Linked DNA regions of Mus musculus: all the other regions are linked to region 2. Evidence: chromatin contacts called from public promoter capture Hi-C data. All regions are on one chromosome and are shown on one strand. The core of a region is the stretch at or near the end of the contact, and the rest is flanking DNA. Distances in the headings are between cores, read along the strand shown.

What was found. Promoter capture Hi-C pulls out the DNA fragments that hold promoters and counts their contacts.
Region 1: a promoter capture Hi-C map of liver shows a contact between it and region 2. The contact joins the promoter of Uso1 here to the promoter of Nup54 in region 2. A contact is called at or near these places in 12 of 39 promoter capture datasets (the C10 cell line, the HPC-7 cell line, cranial neural crest and 9 more), 3 of 484 Hi-C or Micro-C datasets (B cells, Th1 cells and regulatory T cells), 7 of 115 datasets of contacts at active chromatin or transcription factors (the SCID.adh cell line, effector CD8 T cells, embryonic stem cells and 4 more) and 3 of 9 other capture datasets (adipose tissue, liver and macrophages).
Region 3: a promoter capture Hi-C map of neutrophils shows a contact between it and region 2. The contact joins the promoter of G3bp2 here to the promoter of Nup54 in region 2. A contact is called at or near these places in 11 of 39 promoter capture datasets (the C10 cell line, the HPC-7 cell line, cranial neural crest and 7 more), 1 of 484 Hi-C or Micro-C datasets (embryonic stem cells), 3 of 115 datasets of contacts at active chromatin or transcription factors (effector CD8 T cells, embryonic stem cells and memory CD8 T cells) and 3 of 9 other capture datasets (adipose tissue, liver and macrophages).

The regions. Positions count from the first base shown.
Region 1 is chr5:92,136,482-92,139,253 of GRCm38.p6, forward strand. It overlaps Uso1 (USO1 vesicle docking factor), which reads left to right and starts at 1,457. Exons shown (of 24, transcript NM_019490.1): 1 at 1,457-1,682. The coding sequence starts at 1,617. It also overlaps a transcript of G3bp2 not described here.
Region 2 is chr5:92,433,921-92,436,627 of GRCm38.p6, forward strand. It overlaps Nup54 (nucleoporin 54), which reads right to left and starts at 1,279. Exons shown (of 13, transcript NM_001359995.1): 1 at 1,084-1,279; 2 at 302-463. The coding sequence starts at 1,150. It overlaps Gm42114 (a long non-coding RNA gene), which reads left to right and starts at 691. Exons shown (of 2, transcript XR_880431.3): 1 at 691-1,062; 2 at 1,673-2,149.
Region 3 is chr5:92,082,215-92,085,031 of GRCm38.p6, forward strand. It overlaps G3bp2 (GTPase activating protein (SH3 domain) binding protein 2), which reads right to left and starts at 1,530. Exons shown (of 11, transcript NM_001080795.2): 1 at 1,315-1,530. It overlaps Gm46933, which reads left to right. Exons shown (of 2, transcript XM_017321256.1): 2 at 658-1,951. The coding sequence ends at 1,359.

The DNA of each region.
Region 1 (2,772 bases), core at 207-2,706, 300 kb before region 2:
TCTGCATCTTGATTTCAAGGTACTCTCTCCTGAGACGCTGAAGTGGAGGCTTAAGGAACTAGCAGGAATCTGCCCCACAAAGAGGGAAAGGGCATACTAAAGCAAGAGAAACATGTTGAGTATTTGAGGGACACTGGCGCTTCAACCCTAACAGGTGTGTCTGCCAAACTAAGGAGTTTGGATGTCATTATATAAACCGGGGAACCACTGGAGGATTCTAACAAGAGGACTGACATACTTCCTCTTGGGCTCACCCAAGGGTGTACTGTGGGAAGCCAGGGCTGGATGTAGACAAACTAGTTAGGAGCCTACTGCTGTAATCTCAGTGTGGAAGAATCTGAGAAATATTCCTGCACACCATACACTCAACATTGGACAGGTGAAGGAGGAAAGCCGGAGTCTTCGGATTCCTCCTTACAGACTAGGGGATTATTTGGGTAGAGGTACTACTGAGCACGCTAGGGCACACCGTGGAAGCATACTGATTTCTTTTTAGAGGGAGTCTGGGGGAGACATAGGTCTTAATCGTCACATCTGAGACCTATGGGGAATTGAAACCAAGAGAGGCATGAGTCAGTTGGTTTACTAGACTCCCTTTCAGAGTCAAGAAATTTGCAAAACCATGTGTACCTGGCAGCCTCATTTGGAAAGAACAAGTATAGCGATTTGGAAATATGACATTCTGCTTGCTAAAACCATTGAAAACGTAGAAATTAAGAATTAATTTTAAAAAGGGGGGCATTATGCTACCAAAATGACACAATGGAACAATTTATTTCCAACCTCTTATTAGAGATAAACGAAGGGGGTTACTTCTCACACTTGAAAATGAGCGGAGAACCTGGTGTTTAGATCAAGGAATTCTTTTTAGCGGGGCTGAGGAGCAAGAACTTAGAAACGCGCCCTCGAGTGGTAGTGGAATGAGGGGTCTCTAGCACCCCCTTTACCACCAAACAAAGCCCTGGGTAGAAATGCAATTTGCGAGGATCAAAAGGCCACCTCGCTCGTACCGCTTAACCGAAAGAACCATACGAATCTTCCAGGGGACAGGACACCCTTCTCCCCCTTACCTGTCACGCCGGCCAAAGGAAAATTTCACTTTCGACTCAACAAAAATAAACCCTCAGGTTTGACAGCTTGCAGTCCGTCCCGCTCTCGGCGACAAAACACCTACCAGCCGATGCTCCTAGTCTAATCAGAGCCTCGGGAGCCGACTGGGCAGGGCTGCGACCACGTGGGTGACCGCGGCCAGCAGCAGCAAGCAGCGCAAGGAGGAGGAGGGGGCGTGCCCAAGTGGTGGGAGGCCTGCTGGTAGGCGTGGCCTGTGGGGCCGGGCAGGTGGGCGTGGCCTGCGGCCCGGGGCTCCCTCCTCTCCCCTTTTGCCTTCGCCCTTCGAGCCGCCACGTAACGCCACGTCCCCGCGCATGCGCACCGCGGCTGGTGTCCGCGGCTGTTTCCGGGCTCGGGGGGCCGGAGAGGCTGCTGAGTAGGAGGCGGCGGTGGCGGAGGCCGGGGAGTGCGGAGAGCCGGCTCGGGGGCTAGGCCCTACGGGGGGCGGGGGGCGGTCGTGTTTTCTTTGGCAGAGGGGCTGGTGAAGCCGGCGGCTGAGCGACAAGATGAATTTCCTCCGTGGGGTGATGGGGGGTCAGAGTGCCGGACCCCAGCACACTGAAGCCGAGACGGTGAGCGCAGCGTCGCCGGGCCGGGCTGGGGCCGGGCTGGGTGGGTGAGATCGGGGCGTCTACGCCGCTCCCGTCGCCTGCCTTCTTTCCTTCCCCCTGCTCGGACGCGCGAGCTCCCCACGCGGCGGTGCAGCCCGGGCCGTGGTGACAGGAGGGCTTCGGGGACCCGGCACGGCGACGGACCGCGCGGCCCCTCCCTCCTTCCCTTTAACCTGTCGGCCGGCCAGCCTCGGTGCCGGCTGAAACCCGGCTCTACGGGGCTGGAAGGAAGTTAAGACCCAGCTGTTGGCGAAGGCTTGTGGCTAAGAATAAAACGATATTCTTGGGGCACAATGCCACCTGTTCCTGCCCCATCAGCTGTAAGAATGGGCGTTTGCCTAGGGTTGGTGGTTCAGACCCTACTTTTCAGGTTCACCCAAATGTGTCATGGGGCAATACTTACTCCTCTTGCACGCTGTAGTGATCTGCGCGCTAACCACTCTAGGGACTCTTCTGCTCTATTGGTGACATGATTTGTTAATGTTTTTCTTTTTTAATTATTAAGACATGGAAAACCGGCATTTGATTTTATGTTTAGGATACACTTCCTGGGAAGTTTGCAGAGCCAATTGGAAACTGCTGTGGATGGCTTACCTGAGAAAAATGAATTTAGATATACAGAAAAAAAAAAAAACCGCGTGTGACATTTTAAAGACAAACTTTGGGTAGTTGTCATAGCTCTGTTTTGTGGATTCAGAAGGGTCATAAAATAGGACCTGCAAGATAGGATGGAGTCTTTACTAATGAAGAGAGAATTAAAGTAACTTGACCAGAATCTTGGAGCTAGAATTTACTACGGGGGAAACTAAGAAACTAAGCTTTCTGCTAAGCTTAGACTTGATTGCTGATCCCGGGTTTCAGTTGTTAGCTGGCCCTTTTGGAAATAAGATTACCCACATTAATTAAGTTAGGATTACGTTAACTAACGAATGTAGTGTACTAATGTAGTTAGTGTAGTTTACGCATGTAGTTAGTACTGAGGGAGATGGAGGAGGCCTAGGACTGAATCCAGGGCCTGATTACATGGAGGGCAAGCATTCTGCCACTGAGC
Region 2 (2,707 bases), core at 29-2,528:
CGCTTACCTTCTGCTAAAGCTAATGTTTTAAAAAATATTCGGTTCCCAACTTATCATTTGGAAGCTGTGCTCTGTATCATTAAATGAAAATCCAACCAAGGTGCATTCTAATTCTTTAAGGCTTTCCAAAACCCACATCTTTTAAAGCAGCCAAAACTTTAAATATATTTGATTTGATCTTAGGAAATAAACCCCTTTCTTTATTAGACAAGTGCCATTTCTTCCCCCAAACTCTAGGGACATCGGAACATTCTTGGACTCCAGCCCCCATACTCGTTACACACATGACCCCAGTATCTACCTGCACTCGCCAGACTGTTACCAAAATTGAACGGAGTCGCCGAGGTAGTAGAAACACCGAAATTCCCAATATTAAAGTTCACTGCAGGGTTAGCGGTTAATCCGAAACCCCCAAAATTAAACCCACCGGCGGTGGAGTTGGCAGTCTCAAGCCCACCAAATCCTGATAGTCGTGGAGGCAAGAGAAACAAAAATTTGAAAAGGTGAGAGGAGGGAAAGAGAAAAGGAGAAGAAAGAAAGGTAAGAATTACAAGAATCAGCAAGAGGTTTCACAGCGTGAACAAACCTGACCTGCACCGGATCAGGGGAAGAAAGCCAAGGTGCGGACAGACAGAAGGAGCGAAGGGCAGCACGGGCGGGGGCCGAGCATCCCCCCCCCCCGGGCTGGGGAGGGGACAGAGGGAGCTGCGGGCAGCCTGGCTCCAACTTTACCCGTCTGGACCTTGAGGCTGAGACGGACGAGGGGACGCGGGGTCCCGGGAAATGAGAGGGGCGTAGCCTCCGGCCTCTCCTGGGCGGACACCCCAATGGCGGGAAGCACCGCGGCGGCCGAGCCACGCGGGTTGAGCGTGCTGTGCGAGCCCCAGGCTGAGCCTGAGCAGCCCGCGGCCCTCCCACCGCCACCGCCGCCGCCACCACCGCCACCGCCCTCTCCAAATGACTCCAAGGTGTCCCGAGTGCCAGGGCAACCCCGGGACCCCCCAGCCGGACCGATCGGATCGAGGGGGCGGGCCCGAGGCTTTGGTTCCTTGGAGGAAGAAGGTAGGCCCAGGGCTGACTCACCCGCCGGTGCCGCGGTGGCTGTAGAGGTGCCCGAAGTGCCCGAAGGAGCCCCAAAATTGAAAGCCATGTCGCGGGAGCAGCACTTAGATGGCCCCGGGCTCGCGCGGCGCGACGCCCAGTGCCCTCCGCTCTTCTGTCCGGCTGGGAACCGTCAGGCGGTCCGTACCATTAGTTCCGCCTCCTTCCCGGTCTAAGCGGAGCAGGCAGGAACCAAGCAAGGATGGAGTGGGTGGGATGATCGAACGGGAACGCCTACCACCGATCACTTCCGGGGGTGTGTTTGTGGCTTTCACGTGGTGTGGGGCGTCACCACAAAGGGGAAGTGATGAGAAGTTGGACATGGGGTGTTGTATGGTGGCTCTCTGAAGCCACTTTAGAGAAGTGACAGTGTGCAGGGACCGCGTGAAAGTACTGCCCTTACCTCTGAGGAGCGGTCCTTCCCGGAGGAAAGGAGGTTTGAGTAGATAAAGCAGTTGAGAAAGAGGCATTCGAGAGTGATGGAAAGATGATGGCGATGGTGGTAACACGTGTGTTAGCTATGTGGAATGCACGCTAGTAATTGTTTTTGCATATTTTTTTAAACCCCCAGCTGCGTTTCAGACAGTTTACTACTATTGTCATTGACCAAGAAGAAGGGCTGACCTCGATGAAGCAAATGGGCCCACTAACTGGTAAAATCTGTGCCCTGCATCGCACTTCTGGGGAACATTTAATCCTCAACTACACAGAGAAGATTTCTGTCGTTGACTAATTGGCACAGACGAGACAGGAGGACTGAGGATTAGAGTTGCAAAGCAGCATCCCCAAAGTCACTTCGCTGGTTTTTCTCTACTTAGCCCCGATTCTTTTCTCCTTTTAAAAATATTTATTGTACATGGCACTGTGTTACATTAGGACATCTTGATACAAGTTTATGTTGTATTTTGAATATATATTCCTACTCCTAAATTTTCTGTCTTCTCCCTGTCTCTCCCATTAGTTCCCTAGTAATTTTACTTCATTTTCCATGTCATATGATTTATGTGTTTAATTAAACCTAGGAATCATAAATGAATTTTTTTCCTTCTGTGACTGGCTTAATTCACTTAATAATGTTTATCTCCAGTGATATTCAGTTTTGTGCAAATGACAACATAACTTCCTTCTTAGGGCTGAAAACTCTTTTGAGTATATACCATCCTCTGTTTCTGATCCATCCCTCTGTTGTTAGGCAACTAGGTTTGTTAACAATTGTGACTAATGCTTCAGTAGAGATTGATATACATCTATGTGATAGACTAACTTGGAGTCCTTATAGACATAGCTGGGTCATGTGGTAGATCTAATTTTAGTTTTCTCAGGAACCTCTTTGCCCCATTTTGTGTGTGTGTGAGAGAGAGAGAGAGAGCACATGCATGTGTGGGAAGAGTGTATACACACATATGTGCACACGTGCCTGAAGGCCAGAGATTGACATGGGTGTCTTCCTAATTTACTCTTAATTTCTAATACAAGGTCTCTCAATAAATCTAGATCTCATCGCTTATTTGGCAAGACTGTCCAGCCAGCAAGCCCCAGGGGACTCCTGATTCTGCCTGCCCAGTGTTATGGTTATACATGAATGCCACTGTGCTCAGCGTTTGTT
Region 3 (2,817 bases), core at 280-2,779, 350 kb before region 2:
GGACACTGGGTCCAAACCTAAAGACCATAAAGGGATCACTGAATTTCGCTAAATCAAGTGTTTACTCAAAGTTTGGTTCACATGCCTAGGGCTACAATAACTGCCAAATATGGAATTGGGACAAGAAATTACTATCCTCACTTAGAATTAGTGCATCCTTTTAAACTGCAGCTAATGGTTCCCCTGCCTAGGTACTTGGAACAAGCGAGGTATAGTGTCTAGAATCTAAAAACCAGAAACCTTAAGCTAATCAACTGCACAACAATCACACCCGGAGAGAAGGGGGCAATTTTCCTTGATTCAGATTTGCTGCACGTGTTTTGTTTTTAAGAAGCAAAAGGCATCTCCTCAATGTTTTTTGTGCTTTGGTTTAAAACTAGTTATATCTTGGGAGTAGAAATTGTGAACACGACCCTACAGCCCCCCCCCCCCCCCAAAGCACCACAGGGGTACCTAAATAAATCTGCCCTTAGAGACGCAGGAAAACCTCAATCAGACTCCACTAACGAAATCCACACCATTTAGGGAAACTTACGTTCTTCTCCCCTTGTCCTACCCCAAAGAATAGCAGGGGGAGAAAAGCCCATTCCCAAAGCACTGAAACGTCCTTTTTATTCCTGGGTAACAGGAGAGATTGTCTGCAGAAAAAGGACGTAGGAGACGCACGTTACAGTCCCAGTATCCGAACACGTTCGGGATAATCCGGGGAGGGCGGGGGGAAACGCCGAGCACCCGGCAAGTGGAGCGGCGGCCACCTTCAACCCCGGATTCAGTTTCCGGGCACAGAAATGGTGCCCGGAGGCCGCTACTTTCGCATCTGCGTTGCTTCTGCCTCCGCCGACACGGCCTCCTTCCCCTCCCCCACGGGCGGGGCGACGACCGGGAACTAGGGCCGCCGGCGAGCGGAGGAACCAGGCGGGTGGGCTTCCTACCCTGAAACCGCCTCTGCAGGAGCCCACTGCCCCGCTTCGCGGCTTGGCGCCCGTTGGCGCGCTCTGGGAGCTGGCGGCGGACAGGGTACCCCCGGGCTGCTTCATCCTAGCAATCCCCAGCCCCACCTGTGCCCTCCTCTGCACCACGCGCGCAGGTCATCCTCCTCCCCACGCAGCCTTCCGCTCACCTTGCAGGAAAGGCTCGGCTCTGCACGCACGCACGCACTCTTGCTGGCGTAGGCAGCCGGCGAGAACAATGTTTCCGCCGCACCAACCCCGACACCAAGCGCACACACCGGACGGTTGCCGCGAGCCGCGGAGCGGAGGGAAATGTCCCCTGCCGACCACCACACCGACCGCCCCTCTCGGCCCCCGTACACACCTCCAACCAACAGCGGCGGCGGGCACGTCGCGCGGAGGTCAGTAGTGTCGCGGGATCGGCCGCAGCAGATTCTCCTCCCTCGAAGCAACCCGAGGCTTCGGAATCCGGAGAGCCGCGAGCTCGGGGCCCCTCACAGCCACCTCTTCCCGAGAGCCTAGAGCTGCAACGAGCTCCAAGAACACGGACGTCCCGCCCCCTTTGCCGCCGCCCCCTCTTATTGTTTTACCCCTGCGGAAAGGGCTAGGGAACCCCCCAGCACAGCGCCAGCCAATCAGGCATCAGTTTGGAGAGCTAGACCCAACCTTCTCGCGTCCCACTGCGGAGCACGCGCAGAACGGCGCCGCGCTCGCTCGCTCGCTCGCTCGGGCGTCCGGAAAGCCAGGGAACCGGAACCGGCCTAAAGTCGGGGCGAGAGCCCGCTGATTTGACGTCACAAGGAAGCTGCCTTTCTCTTGCAGTGATGCTGAAGCCTCCCTGTCCTCTCAGGTGGCGCGAACAAAAAAGATGGCTCGCCGCTAACCAGTGGCTTTTACAAACGGTTATTCCTGGAGCCTTTATTCGTGATAAGAGGGAGCAAATTTAGTAATGGTCCTGGTTGCTGCGTTATCGGAGCATTAAAATGCAGTTTTGAACTCTGCACAGTGAGCTCACCTGTATTGCTTAATTAGCCTGTTTTAGGAAATGGAGGTTTAAAAGTCTTTCTCATCAATGTCAAACAGCTAGTTTTAAATAAGGGTGCCGAGCTATGGAGTATGGGGAAAGTATGACATAGGCTGTATGGGCTTGGGGCTTTTGTATGGCCTTGGTGGCTTCATCCTTAAATGGAACTTACTGGAACAAAGGCTGAAAGGCTTAAAATTTAAAAAAGAAAAAAAAAGCCACTTATAAATCTATGCCACTGGGACTTAGTTATGGAAACAACACTGCTTCATGAACCTTGATTCATGGGGAAAAAAAAGCCTTTGTAGACCAAATGTTACTTTGCCACTAATAGCAATGTTTTCAATTTCAAGATAGCAGAAGAAACTGGGAATGAAGCTATGAAACGGTGAAAGGAACGGAAGGGCAATTGAGAGGAATAGAACACATTTTAATCAAGCAAAATGCAGGATTAAATACATCCTCAGTTTTCCCTCACAGTAGAGATTTCCTAGAAGAAGAAAAAAAAAAGGTTCACAAAAGGCAATGCTGATTGGTACTTGAGCCTCCAAAATCTACACTGGCATTATTTTGGATTGCTTAATAATTTTTATATGCAAAATATATAGGCAGACCATCATTTATTAAATGACTCTGAGATGGTTTTTCTTAATGCATTACTTCTGCAGATTACCTTTTAAGTACAGTGTTTATAGACCAGATACGCTACTGGTATTTTATAAAAGTCACTTATGTCTCACAAAAACCCACTTACGTAATTACCTATTTGAATGCACACTTTACAGATGAGGAAAGTGAGACTTACGAGACGGTTTACCCTAAGGACACGCTCGTATTACTCAT